Regions from separate parts of the Sus scrofa genome. Here all the other regions are linked to region 1. A link is a contact called in public HiChIP or PLAC-seq and promoter capture Hi-C data. All regions are on one chromosome and are shown on one strand. The core of a region is the stretch at or near the end of the contact, and the rest is flanking DNA. Distances in the headings are between cores, read along the strand shown. Region 1 holds the start of NRBP1 (nuclear receptor binding protein 1). Region 2 holds the start of AGBL5 (cytosolic carboxypeptidase-like protein 5). Region 3 holds the start of PREB (prolactin regulatory element-binding protein). Region 4 holds the start of KHK (ketohexokinase).

The links. Promoter capture Hi-C pulls out the DNA fragments that hold promoters and counts their contacts. HiChIP or PLAC-seq counts read pairs in DNA pulled down with a chosen protein or histone mark.
Region 2: a contact with region 1 is called in a promoter capture Hi-C map of fetal liver, with 2.4 times the contacts expected there. The contact joins the promoter of AGBL5 here to the promoter of NRBP1 in region 1. A contact is called at or near these places in 1 of 5 promoter capture datasets (fetal liver) and 1 of 2 datasets of contacts at active chromatin or transcription factors (alveolar macrophages).
Region 3: a contact with region 1 is called in an H3K27ac HiChIP or PLAC-seq map of alveolar macrophages. The contact joins the promoter of PREB here to the promoter of NRBP1 in region 1. A contact is called at or near these places in 1 of 47 Hi-C or Micro-C datasets (heart right ventricle) and 1 of 2 datasets of contacts at active chromatin or transcription factors (alveolar macrophages).
Region 4: a contact with region 1 is called in a promoter capture Hi-C map of fetal liver, with 2.1 times the contacts expected there. The contact joins the promoter of KHK here to the promoter of NRBP1 in region 1. A contact is called at or near these places in 1 of 5 promoter capture datasets (fetal liver) and 1 of 2 datasets of contacts at active chromatin or transcription factors (skeletal muscle).

The regions. Positions count from the first base shown.
Region 1 is chr3:111,731,695-111,734,970 of Sscrofa11.1, reverse strand. NRBP1 (nuclear receptor binding protein 1) reads left to right here and starts at 1,954. Exons shown (of 18, transcript NM_001244239.1): 1 at 1,954-2,093.
Region 2 is chr3:112,065,608-112,068,717 of Sscrofa11.1, reverse strand. It overlaps AGBL5 (cytosolic carboxypeptidase-like protein 5), which reads left to right and starts at 1,771. Exons shown (of 16, transcript XM_021087715.1): 1 at 1,771-2,310; 2 at 2,963-3,103. It overlaps TRNAA-AGC (a tRNA gene), which reads left to right and starts at 2,758; the gene lies at 2,758-2,830. It overlaps TRNAY-GUA (a tRNA gene), which reads left to right and starts at 2,353; the gene lies at 2,353-2,441.
Region 3 is chr3:111,990,725-111,993,928 of Sscrofa11.1, reverse strand. It overlaps PREB (prolactin regulatory element-binding protein), which reads right to left and starts at 1,565. Exons shown (of 9, transcript XM_003125297.4): 1 at 1,201-1,565; 2 at 431-623; 3 at 20-240. The coding sequence starts at 1,335. It overlaps PRR30 (proline-rich protein 30), which reads right to left. Exons shown (of 2, transcript XM_021088424.1): 2 at 2,443-3,204.
Region 4 is chr3:112,030,341-112,033,674 of Sscrofa11.1, reverse strand. It overlaps KHK (ketohexokinase), which reads left to right and starts at 2,060. Exons shown (of 8, transcript XM_003125300.4): 1 at 2,060-2,729. The coding sequence starts at 2,638. It overlaps EMILIN1 (EMILIN-1), which reads left to right. Exons shown (of 8, transcript XM_003125303.4): 6 at 215-232; 7 at 392-529; 8 at 1,017-1,765. The coding sequence ends at 1,345.

The DNA of each region.
Region 1 (3,276 bases), core at 705-3,204:
AGGAACTCCTAAGTATTATATTTTTAAGCGGGGAAAAAAGATAATAAAAATGTGAAAATGTAGGCAGTATTTGAGCTTTTTAAACACGAATGAAAGATAAAATATGAAATGAGAGCTTGAGGATGCCAGTGGGTCCTCTACGCAGATTTGAAAGAAGCAGCTAGTTGAAAGGTAAAGATTGATGGTACTAAGATCCAGCTAGAAGAGAATGGGAAACTGTAATAATATCAACTGATATTGAATGTTTAGCATGGGCCAGGTGTTCAATTGCTTTGGAGTCCACAAGGTGAAAATGTTCATCTGGAGAGAAGGAGGAACACCTTTGAGTTTAAAATAAAGATCCCCCCCTTCTTTTTTTGGGGGGGCTTTTTAGGGCTGCACCCGCGGCACATGGAGGTTCCCAGGCTAGGGGATAAATTGGAGCTGTAGCTGCCAGCCTACACCACAGCCACAGCAACGCAGGATCCAAGCCACGTCTGCGACCTACACCACAGCTCACCACAACACTGCATTCTTAACCCACTGAGTAAGGCCAGGGATAGAACAATATCCATTGTTGCTGTGTAGGCCAGCGGCTACAGTTCTGATTAGACCCCAGCCTGGTAACCTCCATATGCCGAGGGTGTGGCCCTAAAAAGACAAAAAACAAACGAGCAAAAAACCCCAAAAAACAAAGTTTCATCAGCTTTCTAAGAGTGTTCAACCTCTTTTAAAGGTGAAAGAACCAAGGAAGGAAGTCTGGGGTTTTTTTTGTTGTTGTTTTTTGTTTGTCTTTTTTGCCTTTTCTAGGGCCTCTTCCCAGGGCATATGGAGGTTCCCAGGCTAGGGGTCGATTGGAGCTGTAGCGGCTGGCCTATGCCAGAGCCACAGCAACGCGGGATCCGAGCCGAGTCTTCGACCTACATACACCACAGCTCACGGCAACGCAGAATCCTTAACTCACCGAGCAAGGCCAGGGATCGAACCTGCAACCTCATGGTTCTTAGTCGGATTCTTGTTTTTTAAGAAAGTCTGATTTTAAAATAAATATTTTGAGATGAAGAGCTGGAAAGTTAGAGGGCATTTGCCAGAAGCCTTCCTTTCTCCCAGTTAAACAGGATTAGAGAGTCCCTTCAAGGGCAATGAAGTTTGGTGATTATGACATTCCCAAGCAGTGATGACTGATTCATCTTCTTCCTTCCACAGTACGTGCCTAAGAGCAGAGTTATCTTTCCTTCGCCACAGGTTTAGTTCTCAAAGATCAATGGGCTCATCCATATCATCGTTTTATCTCCTAACGATCTAAATTCTTTCCAAACATCTTTTCAAGAAAGTCTTTTTAAATAAATCTTACATGCATGGGATTTGGTTCTTACCAACTTTCGGTAAATCGTTTAATGCCGCTGGTTTGATATTTTTGCATTCGTTAACTACTCTTGCATGACAAATTTCAATTTCTCATGACAGACAAGCGAGAAAACATCTATGAAAACCTCTTGCAAAGCTCTGGCAAATAATCAGTATTATCCAATTGCCAAGCGTTAACCATTAGTTCTGCGTTAATGTGTTCACTAATTAAAAAAAAAAAAGTTTTCTGAAGAATTGACGTCCTGCGCAGTCTCACTCCCGTATAATCAAAGTGGGTGGGCGCTCTTTTCGGATTGAGGCTACGTCTTTCACCCCTTTTGTCTTTCGGTCGGACTAGAACTGTCATGGCGCCTTCAAGAAGAGGGGAAGGCTTTCCTTTCGCCCAGCAGAACTATCGGGGGCACAAGGACTGGACAGAAGGGGTGGACACAGACGAGCCCCAGTTGAGAGCGAATACACGGAACCCTCCCAGAGGTCTCAGCCGGACAAGCTCAAGGGGAGGAGACCGGGTTGAAGACAACCCCTACCAGCGACAGTCCGCCCGGGGTACCGCCCACCCTGGCCGCCCTGTCCAATGGAAACCCAACGGCCGTGCGGCACCGCCCATCTGTTCGTCCGGACGCCGCGAGGGCGGGGCCCGCAGTTCGGTTGCGCCGCGGAGCGCAGCTGTGAGGGAGTCTTTCGGATCCGGGGCCCCGGAACCCGAGCTGAAGCTGAAGCGCAGACCGAGGGTGCGGAGTCGGGAGGTGAGCGCCGAGGGGACCGAGGGGGAGAGAGGGTTGCGGCAAGAGGACGGCAGGACGGGCCTCCGCGGCCCGGACCGTGGGACCCGGGCAGGCGGGTGTCTGGAGGCGGCCCTGCTCACTTGGCGAGCAAGGCCCAGCCCGCTGGAGCCGAGGGCCACCTCGCCCCCCGAGCCCCTGCCCGGCCCTCCCGGACCGCTGCGAGCGGCGGCGGCTCCCAGAATTGTGCGGGGCGCGGGGCGCGAGGCCCCGGCATTGGTGTCGAACTCCGGCTGGCGAGAGGCGGGGCTGGCGGCGGGGGCGGGGGCGGGGGCGGCGGTCGCGGCCCGGCGGCCTGCGGAAGCGCAGCGTCGGGCCGCGCCTGCTCGCGGGGCCGGCGTGCCGACTGCGCGGGGGCGTGGCCTGCGCCCCTGTCGGCGCCGCCCGGCCGGCCTTTGATGAGGTGGCTGGCGCTCCCCGCAGGGCCTGCCCGGGGCCCCGCGCGCCTTCGCAGACAGTGGGCTGGGCGACCTGTTGGAGTGTGAAATTCCTCCCCGAGCTTGCTTTATATCCGACTGGACGGGCCTGCAGTCTCAGGCCCTCTGTGGTCCGCTCTGGTTGAGGGCGGTCGTGAGGCCTGTGGCCTGCGAGCTGTGGCTGAGGAGTTGAAATGCTGAGAAGCTGCAGTCCAATAAATGAAAAACTTGGCAGGAAAAAAACTTTGCAACAATCTACCTACATTGCTTTGAAGTGAACACTGCATCTTGGGGGGGGAGCTGGAGGCGGCGAGGAGATTCCCTTTAGAGGCGAAAATGGCCTTTTCCGTGTGTAATCTCATTTAAACTTCTGAAGAACGCCCAGATAAACACTCCTAGTGTTGCGAAGCTTTTCTCATCGGCCGAGGGAGTGCTGGGGAATTTAGGGCATTGCCTTCATTTTGCCTACCGGGGAAGGATTGGGGAGGAAGAGGACAAGCACATTCAAAGAGCATCTCTATGTCAGATAAAGGTTTGGCGTCTCTTGCGTGCCCTACAGTGGGGTCCAGAAGTTTCTTTAGTGCCCATTGGCTGCTGGCTTCCAGTGTTAGAACTTCCTTTTTGTTGGGGGCGGAGGGGGAGGTGGGGGCAAGCCCGCCACAGCATTTGGAAGTTGCTGGGCCTGGGATTGAACCTCAGCCGCAGTTGCCACCTGCGCCGCACTGTGGCAA
Region 2 (3,110 bases), core at 522-3,021, 330 kb before region 1:
ATGGGAGATAGTATGAGAAAAAGGATGTATGTGTATGTGTGACTGGGTCACTTTGCCATACAACAGAAATTGATACAAGACTAAATCAACTATACTTTAATAAATTTAAAAAGAACATTTATTATAGCTCTATTAACAGTGAAAATTTGGATATAAACTGCGTCTGACAATAGGATAGATATTTCAACACATTTTGGTAAAAAGCAAAAGAGAAATGGCTATTCAAATGATGATCTCAAAGAAGCCTTAATGGCATATTTGCTTATTATTAATTGATCTCAATGTATTGAAACATTGCTACAATAAAAAAAATAGAAAATAAATGTTGGAGAAATTGGAACCCTCCTACATTGGCCGTGGGATTTGGAAAATTGTTCAACTGCTGTGGAAAACAATTTGGCAGTCGTCAAAGAGTTAAACATCTAATTACCATAAAACTCAGCAATCCCATTCCTAGGAGTACACCAAGAGAAATGAAAACACACAGAAACTTGTACACCAATGTTTATAGCACTGCTATTCATAAAAGACAAAAGGATTAAATAGCCTAGAGATCCATAAGCAGAAGAACAGATAAACAAAGGAATGAAATATTATTTAGCTGTACAAAGGGACGGAGTACTGATACATGCCACCATTTGGATGTCTCGAAATATTATGATAATCATATGATATTATGATATTATGCTAAAAATAGATAGGTAACAAGGACTTACCAACTCCCTTACTATAGCACAGGGAGCAATACTCATATTGTTATATATATATATTCTGAATCACTCTGCTGTACACTCGAACCTAACACAACATTGTAAATCAACTACCCTTCAATTTTTTAAAGTGAAAGGAATTAGACACCAAAGGCCACATCGTTTATGATTTCTTATATATGAAATCTCCAGAAAAGGCAAATTCCTGAAGACAGAATGTGGATGACCTGTTCCCAGGGGCTGGGTGACCTGCACACCCGGTGTTCTTCTACGGTGATTTTTTAAAAGTTTTTCAGCTAGAGAGGGTGATCATTTGCACAACATGGAGAACGCACCAAATGCCACTGAATTGTTCCTGCTTTTGAATAGGTCATACTTTAGAACTGTTATGTGAATTTCGCTCAAACAAACAAAAACAACCCAAAGCAACCTAATTAAATATGTTCTGCTTTCCAGCCCCGGCCTCCCCTCAAGAACAAGGGTGAGAGCGCTAAACACCGCTCCGAGAAAACTACCCCAAGTTAACGCTCTCAGACACAATGGTAGCATTTGCAGCGGCAGAATAAAGTTATAGCGGTACATCAATGCGAAAATATTCATCTCCTGCTTTGCGGATGGGCCCAAGGTGAACCTCGTGTTGTGGTCAGTGAAACCTCCGATTTAAAGCTCAGCCGGAGAGACCCCATAAAATATCGGAGCTACAAGGGGCTTGAAATCATCGCCCGACCTGGATCTGCCCGGGCGACTGTGATTCCAGGTAGCATAAACAGTTGCCGCAGAGCTGGCAATGGAGAGCAGGTCTCCCCGAACACGCACCCCGCCACATCGCGAAGCAAAACTCCACGCTCTAGCTGGGGTTTAGGTTTGTTTCTTTGTTTTAAAACCCCAGGAGCCTTTGGTTGGTCAAAGGATTGTGGGCCGCTGGCATGCAGTCCCCGAAAGAGAGAGGTGCAGGTGTGAGGCGGGCAGGGGAGGGGGCCGGGTGGAACTGAGCCGCCCGACTCCCTGCCGGGTTTAGGGCCCCGCCCGCAGTGGTTAATCCCTGGCGTCCAGCGCAACACTGCTGCGCCGCCCGGCTCGTCTCCTGCAGCTCCGTGGTTTGTATCTTTCCTGCTCTCAGGCGGAAGAGATCCTGACAAACGTGGGGTAATCGACTGAATGAATGTCCTTCACATCAGGAAGGCAGTAGGATATTATTGGCGCCTCCGGAGAAACCCGAGGGAAACGAGGGGCGGAAATAGCTAACGTAAGCCGTCGGGGTTTGCAAACCCGGCCGGCGCGGGGAGATTTTTGACCACCTGTGCGTACCCGCCCCACCCGAGAAATGGGGTCCAGAAGTCAGGGTTGTAGGCCAGATCTCTAAGCGTCCGCAGTTCTGTAGAAGCCACCGCGCGTGAGGGGTGGGGGTATCGCTTCGTAAAAAGCAAGGAAACGGAAGTGTATTGCCGGTGTTTCCTTCGTCTAGGGCTGGAAAGTGGCTCCTTTGGCAGCTTCCATTGCTCGCGCCTCTGTCTCCGGCTTCCTCTGTTCTGTGCAGCCTAGAGGAGCTGGAGACCAGGGCACGGGAAAACCATTGAGACCCTGAAGGAGTGCGATCTTGGTAAGTATTAGAGGACATCCGCAGCTTTGGGAAACAGCGGAGCCTTCGATAGCTCAGTTGGTAGAGCGGAGGACTGTAGTGGATTACCCCTGGCAATCCTTAGGTCGCTGGTTCGATTCCGGCTCGAAGGACTTCGTCTGACGTTTTTTAAACCCCTACCCGTTTCGGGAAAAAAGGCTTTACCTAGAATGTTTGAATGAGCACTGCCGCTGCTCCGTGCATGTATGCAGCAAGTACTCAGCACGCTCTCTTGTAAGTTACGTAGGCCTTATTATTGCTTGCGTGTAATTATTATATGCTTGCTTTAAAAAATCTTGCAGTGATACCACTGCACTGGCTCCACTGCACTCGAGAACTGAACGAATATTCTGAATTATAGTGGGTGCTCTTGTCAGTGGACACCCCAGAACAACCTGTAAGGCAAAGGGAAGGACTTCAGCAGCAGCCGGGGGATTAGCTCAAATGGTAGAGCGCTCGCTTAGCATGCGAGAGGTAGCGGGATCGATGCCCGCATCCTCCACTCGGTTTTTGCTCTACGCGTTGGAGAATCCCTAAACCTTAGGAGAGGGTGGACTAGGTGGGCGTTTCATAATTCACAGAATAGTACAGTAGGCAATGCTTGGATTCGCATACGGTCCTTTTATTTTTGCAGATGAGTCTTCCGGTGCCCTTCTTGGTGACTTTGTCTTTTCCTCCTCCCGGCGGGCAGTCCGTTAACTGCCTTCTACGAAGACGCGGGCGGAACCCTCCCGCCCGGCCTGCGGGCGGAGTCCCGTAAACGGTACCGGCTCAGGTACCCG
Region 3 (3,204 bases), core at 316-2,815, 260 kb before region 1:
ACCTCCCCAAACCACACACCTTCCAGACACGAACGTAGCCATCTGTCCCTCCAGTGGCAAGCAGGGTAGCATCATGGTTGAAGCGTACAACTTTCTGCAGTGGGTCAGGGCTGAAGTCTGTCTGCACGGCCTGCAAATTCTCTACGCTGAATTCTAACCCCTCCTGGTGGGTTTCAGCTCCAGACTTCTTCTCTGCTGGGGCAGCCCCTTTCCTCTGTCGAGGCCCCTGCTCCTTGGAAGCTGCAACACAAACAACCTGCCACGTTCCACGCTTCTGGAGTAAGCGGAACCGGTCCCCCTCTCCAGGGGTGACCCTCGAGCTTCTGGCCTCTGCTACCATAACCCTGCCTCCAGCCCCCACTTCTTCAGAGACCAAGGCGAAAGAGATCTTACTTAACCCTTTGCCCAAAGCTAGAGAGGGGGCTCTCACCTGCCTTCTCTGCCTTGTTTTTGCCCTTCTGCTGTTGGGTCTGGAAGCGCAAGAGCTGACAGCGGGCATCCTGCCCTGCAGCAAGGATGTTGCCAGCCAGCGCCAAGTTCATGGTGGCGCGAGTCTCCGTGTCATGGGAGTGGAGCAGAGAGGCACTGAGGTGCCCATGAATCCGCTCTAGCTGCAGAAAGTGCTGTGGGAGAGGGAACCAGGGTGAGCAAGGCTCAGAGGGCACCTCGAGGCCAACTTTCCTCTTATGGTCTGATGCCCTACCCCTTGCTTACTGCACCTTCTACTTCAAAACTTTTTCCAACTTTTTTTTTTTTTTTTTTTGAGCCTCACGAGGCTGGACAGCAAGCAAGGTTGGCTGGTCACCTCTAGTTTGCAGAACAATAGGCTGACGCCCAGAAAAGTGAAAACACTTAGTTTATGCTGCACTCTCGCCGCTGCTAGAGGGCAGACAGACAAGCCCAGGTGGCCACCCTGGAAAAAGCCGGGATAAGACCCCTAGAACTGAGCCTGAGGTTGAGTCGAAAGGTTCCTGCCTAGGCAGCGCTATGTGCAGCTTTCACTTTACCTTAGGAGTCTTTCAATTGACCGGTGAGCGAGTTCTCGACTGAAACTCGCGCCGGGACGCCCGGCAAGCCCAGCATTCCCACCCGAGAGAGAGGAAGGGTCCGAAGCAAGAGTGCGGCCCGCCCCCGAGACCCTCCCAGAATCGCCCTGAGCCCGCGGCGCGCGACCCGGCCCCAGGGGCCCTGTACTCTCACCACGCCGTTCTTTATACCGGTCTTGGCAGCACCTCCTCCGCCCGCCGCGATGAGCAGCCCCGCGCTTGGCTCGACCTGAAGCGCGTACAACGGGAACGGGGCCCGGTACAGCTCTGGCGCCCGGCGTCGACCCATCCCGCTCGCCGCGCGCCTCACTGCCTGCGTCGAGGCACCCGGGACATGCCGCGCCCGGCCTTCGACTGTGGTTCCGGCCGCGGCTGACGTCGGTCCTGTGGCCGCCAGAGGACCCCAGACCCCTCTCCCTGCCACCGGGAAGCCGAAACCGTAACCACACACAAGGATCCCTGTCACTGCCCCGGGCCGGCAAACCCGGTCTCGCCAACGCGCAGTGCGCAAGCGCAGCGAGCCCGCTCTCCCCGCGCAGGCGCAGGGCGGCCCATACGCGTCAGCACTAGCCGGCCGCGGGCAGGCGGAACCTCCGCGCCGGGATTCCGTTCTCCGCCCGCGTTGGGACGACGGGTTCCGCCATCTTTTTGCGGGAACGTACCCGCCTCACGGAAGCATCTTTGGTGGTTCTGGAGCAGCAGGGGAAGCTAATAAAGGTTCAGGGACGTGAATAAACCTTCAATAAAGAAATTCTTGAATCAGGACAGTCCACACCTCAGGAGTGACACGCAGACTCGTCAAGCGCAGCCTCTGCGTTTTACCCCCGAGATGAAGTCTTTGTCCCAGGTCACACTCCGGAAATGTGACTTGTGTCCCCTGCCTCTTAACCGAGGCAGCGTGGACTTTAAAAACAGACCTGGCTTCAAACATGGAATCCACCGCTTTCTGTTATGAGAAAACCGCTCCCTGCCCTAACAACACCGGCCCTCTTCCTTGGCGGAGGTGGGTGCTGGCCATTCTGAAGGCTCTGCACCTGCTCCTCCGGCTGGGGGTTTGTGGGTGGGGGCTGCTCCCCTCTGATACCCTCAGAGGGCGGCCACTCGACCACCAGGCAGGGCAGGTTTTGGCCTGGCCCCCTACCCTTCCGAGGGGTCTCTGGGGTTTCTGATCACGGTAGTGAAGGTGATGCCAGAAAGATGATACCCGAATCGGGGTTCTTGTTCACGGCAGTCAAAGAATGAACTCTGCGAACACACAGGCAGCAAGCAAGCAAAGTTTTTATTAAAGGCAGGTAGATCGCTCCCAGGGTTGCTGGGAGGGGGGAGAGGAGCCCCCTTTCTCTATTGTCCTATAGGGGGTTTTATTCCTTAAAGTTGGGGGGGTACCAAGGTGGGGCCCAGAGAGATGTGGTCTTCTCCCATTGGCCTTGCTTAGTTATGTATGTCAGTCCTTGTCCAATAGGGTCCTAGGGATGGAAATGTCCCGTGAGTCTCAGAGTTTCTTTGTCCTCTTCTTTCCGTAAACTGAGTCACGGGGGATTAGGGATTAATGTCCATCTGGGGGTAGGTACATTCCCTATAATAAACAAGGGCTGTGGGGATGTTACTCCCTGGAGCCCTTAAGCCACACATGTTAATATCACAGAATGCGTGGAAGCCCATGCTCCTACACTGACTACCTGAGTTAACATTCTGCCTCAAGGGTGCTATGTTTCTTCGTGTGAACGCTAGGCCTGCCCTTCCCTGCAAGGAGTCCCCTCCTGCTGCTCCCCTGGCCACATGGGCCTGAGTCCTTACAACCTAAGGTGCAGTGAGAGGAGGGGGCCCAGTGGCTTCATCTCTAAGGATGCTATTATCTGTCCACCGAATTGAATTGTGTGAAGGGCCTGACAGAGCCCTCTGCACATCTCAGATCCATGTGGGTCCCTTGCCCTCCTCAGGTTCATGGCATCCACTCTCCCTGGCCCTTCTGTTTTCCTTTGACTCTTCCCCCACCCCTTGTTGGGTTCTGGTCCCCCTGAAGGTAGAGCCCTCCTGCACTGTATCTGCTCAGCAAGACACAAGAACCAGTGTTGCAGGGTCAGGCTTTATTGGATTCACTGAAGGCTGAGTGGGGCCTCAGGAGCGCTTGGTCCCCTTCAGCCAGGAGAGAGCAGAC
Region 4 (3,334 bases), core at 811-3,310, 300 kb before region 1:
ATGCCAGGTATGGAACCAGCATCACAGCAGTGATAATGCCAGATCGTTTAACCACTAGGTCACCAGGGAACCCCTGTTCCTTCTTTTCTCGATACCTCTTGCTGCAGCCAGGGGCTTTGGAGTCTGCATAGCCCCTAGCACAGTGGGAGATGTTTGCTGAGTGACTTAACGAGAGCTGACGTACTTCTCATTACTCTGTTTCCTCTTCCCACAGGTCCCCAAGGTGAACAGGGTAAGTTCCTCTCACTCAATGCGGGAGGGAGGGGAACTGAATTAGGGTTGGGGAGACGGAAAACCTCAGGCAGCCCTGAGGGTCGAGACCTGGGAGGGGAGGGGGCTGGGCAGCTCTGCACCAAGCATCCTCTCTGACACCCTCCCCACCCCCACCCAGGAGTGGAGGGGGCACCAGCAGCCTCTGTGCCCCGGGTGGCGTTTTCAGCTGCCCTGAGTTTGCCCCGGTCCGAACCAGGCACAGTGCCCTTTGACAGAGTCCTGCTCAATGACGGGGGCTACTATGATCCACAGACTGGTAAGCTGGGCAGTGGGCGGCTGGGCACTGCGGGAATCAGGGAGGCGGGGCAGTGATGCCCGCGCTCTTGCCTCTTCAGACAAGCTGAATCTTTTCATTCTCTGGTTTGGGGAGACCCTTGTTCTTTCCTTCATTAGTCATTTCCTTCATTTAATCTTTTAATCTTCAATCATTTAATCTTCATTAATCTTTCCTTCATTTCATCATTCTCACCAGAGGGCTGAGGACTGGGGTGGGAAGGGAAGAGCCCATCTTCCCACAGCTCTTTATGGGCGGCCTGCTCTTGCCCAGGCACTGTTTTAAATGCTGGCGATTCAGAAATGAACAAAGCACCCATTTCCCCGCTGTTGTGGAGCTTACATTCTCGCAGAAGGGAGGCAAAGCTCCCAGTGGGCCCCTCCCTAGTCTAGGAGCTCTGGATGGGCTCCCAGACACCTTCCTGGCCCCTGCCACCTGTCTCCCTCCTGACTGCCACCGTTGTCCCCAGGCGTGTTCACCGCCCCTCTGGCTGGACGCTACTTGCTGAGTGCGGTGCTGACTGGGCATCGGCACGAGAAAGTGGAGGCCGTGCTGTCGCGCTCCAACCTGGGTGTGGCCCGCATAGACTCCGGTGGCTACGAGCCTGAGGGCCTGGAGAATAAGCCGGTGGCCGAGAGCCAGCCCAGCCCGGGCGCCCTAGGCGTCTTCAGCCTTATCCTGCCGCTGCAGGCCGGGGATACGGTCTGCATCGACCTGGTCATGGGGCAGCTGGCGCACTCGGAGGAGCCGCTCACCATCTTCAGCGGAGCCCTGCTCTACGAGGACCAGGAGCTGTAACAGGTGTAGACAGGGGGCTGGGCCGCCGGCTACCGCCCGCCAAAGAGCCAGCGGGGGCGGCGGGCTCGCCGGGTCTCGCCTGGGACTGGGCGCTGACTCCGGGCGAGCCGCCGTTTCCGTACCCGCCGCGGCACAGGCGCCCGGAGCAGCCTCCTTCCCACGGTCGGAGCGCGCCGGGTCGGGGACTCGGGTTCCCTCGTTCAGACTTTCGGACTGATCGCCGTCCCCTGCAAGACCCGGACTGCGGAGGAGCCAATCCTCGCACCCTTTGCTCCCCCAGCTGGCCTCTAGACCGAGTCCCTGGGCTCCAGGGCTCTCTCTCGAGGGGCCTCGGGACCCCACCGCCATACTAAACTATTCAGGAATAAAGACATTTGGTTTTTCTAAAAAAAACAAAATACAACAAAAAAAGGCCGTTTACTCCAGCGTGTGTTCAAGCGTAGACAGGCGTACACAGGGGACGGGGCGAGAGAGCCTGGGACCCCGGACCCCGCTTGAGCTCTGCGCTCTGCCTGGGTGGCTCTGCCAGCCCTTGCTCCGGACGCGCGGGCCAGAAGGGCTCCCGCCCCCTTGGAGCCGCAGCGGGGCCTGCCTCCTGGTCGCGCCCTTGCTGCGGGCGTCCGCCAGAGGGCGCTGGAAGCCGGGACCGCGGCGCCGCTAGGCGGGCCTGCCGTCACGTGACCGCCGCCGCTCACCTCGCGGGCCCTCGCTGCTCCACCACGGAGGCTAGACTCGCGCTGGGATTGGCCGAGGCTCGGGGGCGGGGCTGCCGGGACAGCGCAAGCCGCGGCGGCTCGGGATGCCCGGCTCGGGCCGTAGCTGCGAGGCCCTGCTTCACGCCGCCCGTCTAGGTGCTGGGAGGCAGGGCAAGGGATGCCTTTCTGCTGCCACTTTGTCTTGGCATTCAAGAGGGTGCCCAGCCGCGCTTTAGAGAGATTTGCGGTAGTCGGAGTCCGTCGGACAAATGAGGAAACTGAGGGCGAGAAGTGGGAAGCGGAGCCATCTCCTGGGCCGCGCAGCCTGCTGAGCGAAAGCCGGGGACCAAGACCTCGGGGTCTGCGCTCCCAGGCCCGCTGGGGTCGGTGGGTGTGGGGGGCAGGAGCCCGGCTCCGTCCCCTGCACCCCACTGCACCCCTCGCCGCCGGAGGAGACTCCCTGGAGGAGGAGCTCAGGACGCGGAGGAGGAGCCAGGACAGCCCCTGCGAGCGGGACACGATCCTCCAAGATAAGAGGCCGAGCCCGGGAGGAAGCCCGTCAGCCGGGCCAGCCGAGAAAGCTCCGGGAGCGGCCTCATGGAAGAGAAGCAGATCCTGTGCGTGGGGCTAGTGGTGCTGGACATCATCAATGTGGTGGACAAGTACCCGGAGGAGGACACGGACAGCAGGTAGGGATGCCCGGGCCTCTCGGAAACCTCAGGGACCGCTGCCGCCGCCGCCTTGTGCCCGGCGACCAAGAATACGGGGCTGCGGAGCCGGGGCCCCGTGCCCTCTGCCTGTGGCCTTGAGTGCATTGTGTTCGCCGGTTCCCATTTCCACCCTGGGACCGGGTCAGACATCATTGTCCTCATTTTACCGAGTAAGCAAATAGAGACCCCGAGAGTCGCAGTGACTTATGCGAGGGCAAGCAGCTAAGAAGGTGCATGCAGGGCCAGTTTCTTTGTGTTTTCCTTTTTTTTTGGTCTTTTTTAGGGCCTTACCTGCGGCATATGGAAGTTCCCAGGCTAGGGGTGGCCTTACAGCACAGCCATAACAATGCTGGATCCGAGCTGCGTCTGAGACCCACACCGCAGCTCATGGCAACGTCGGATCCTTAACCCACCGAGGGAGGCCAGGGATGTGCCGGTTGTGGCTCAGCTGTACTAGTTTCCATGAGGATGAGCCACGACCGGAACTCCAGTTTTTTCCTTTTTAATAGCAAGACCTATATGCCCGCCTCTCACCGGCACTGACTTCTAATATATTTACCACATAGAGAGCTCATCTGTTTCTT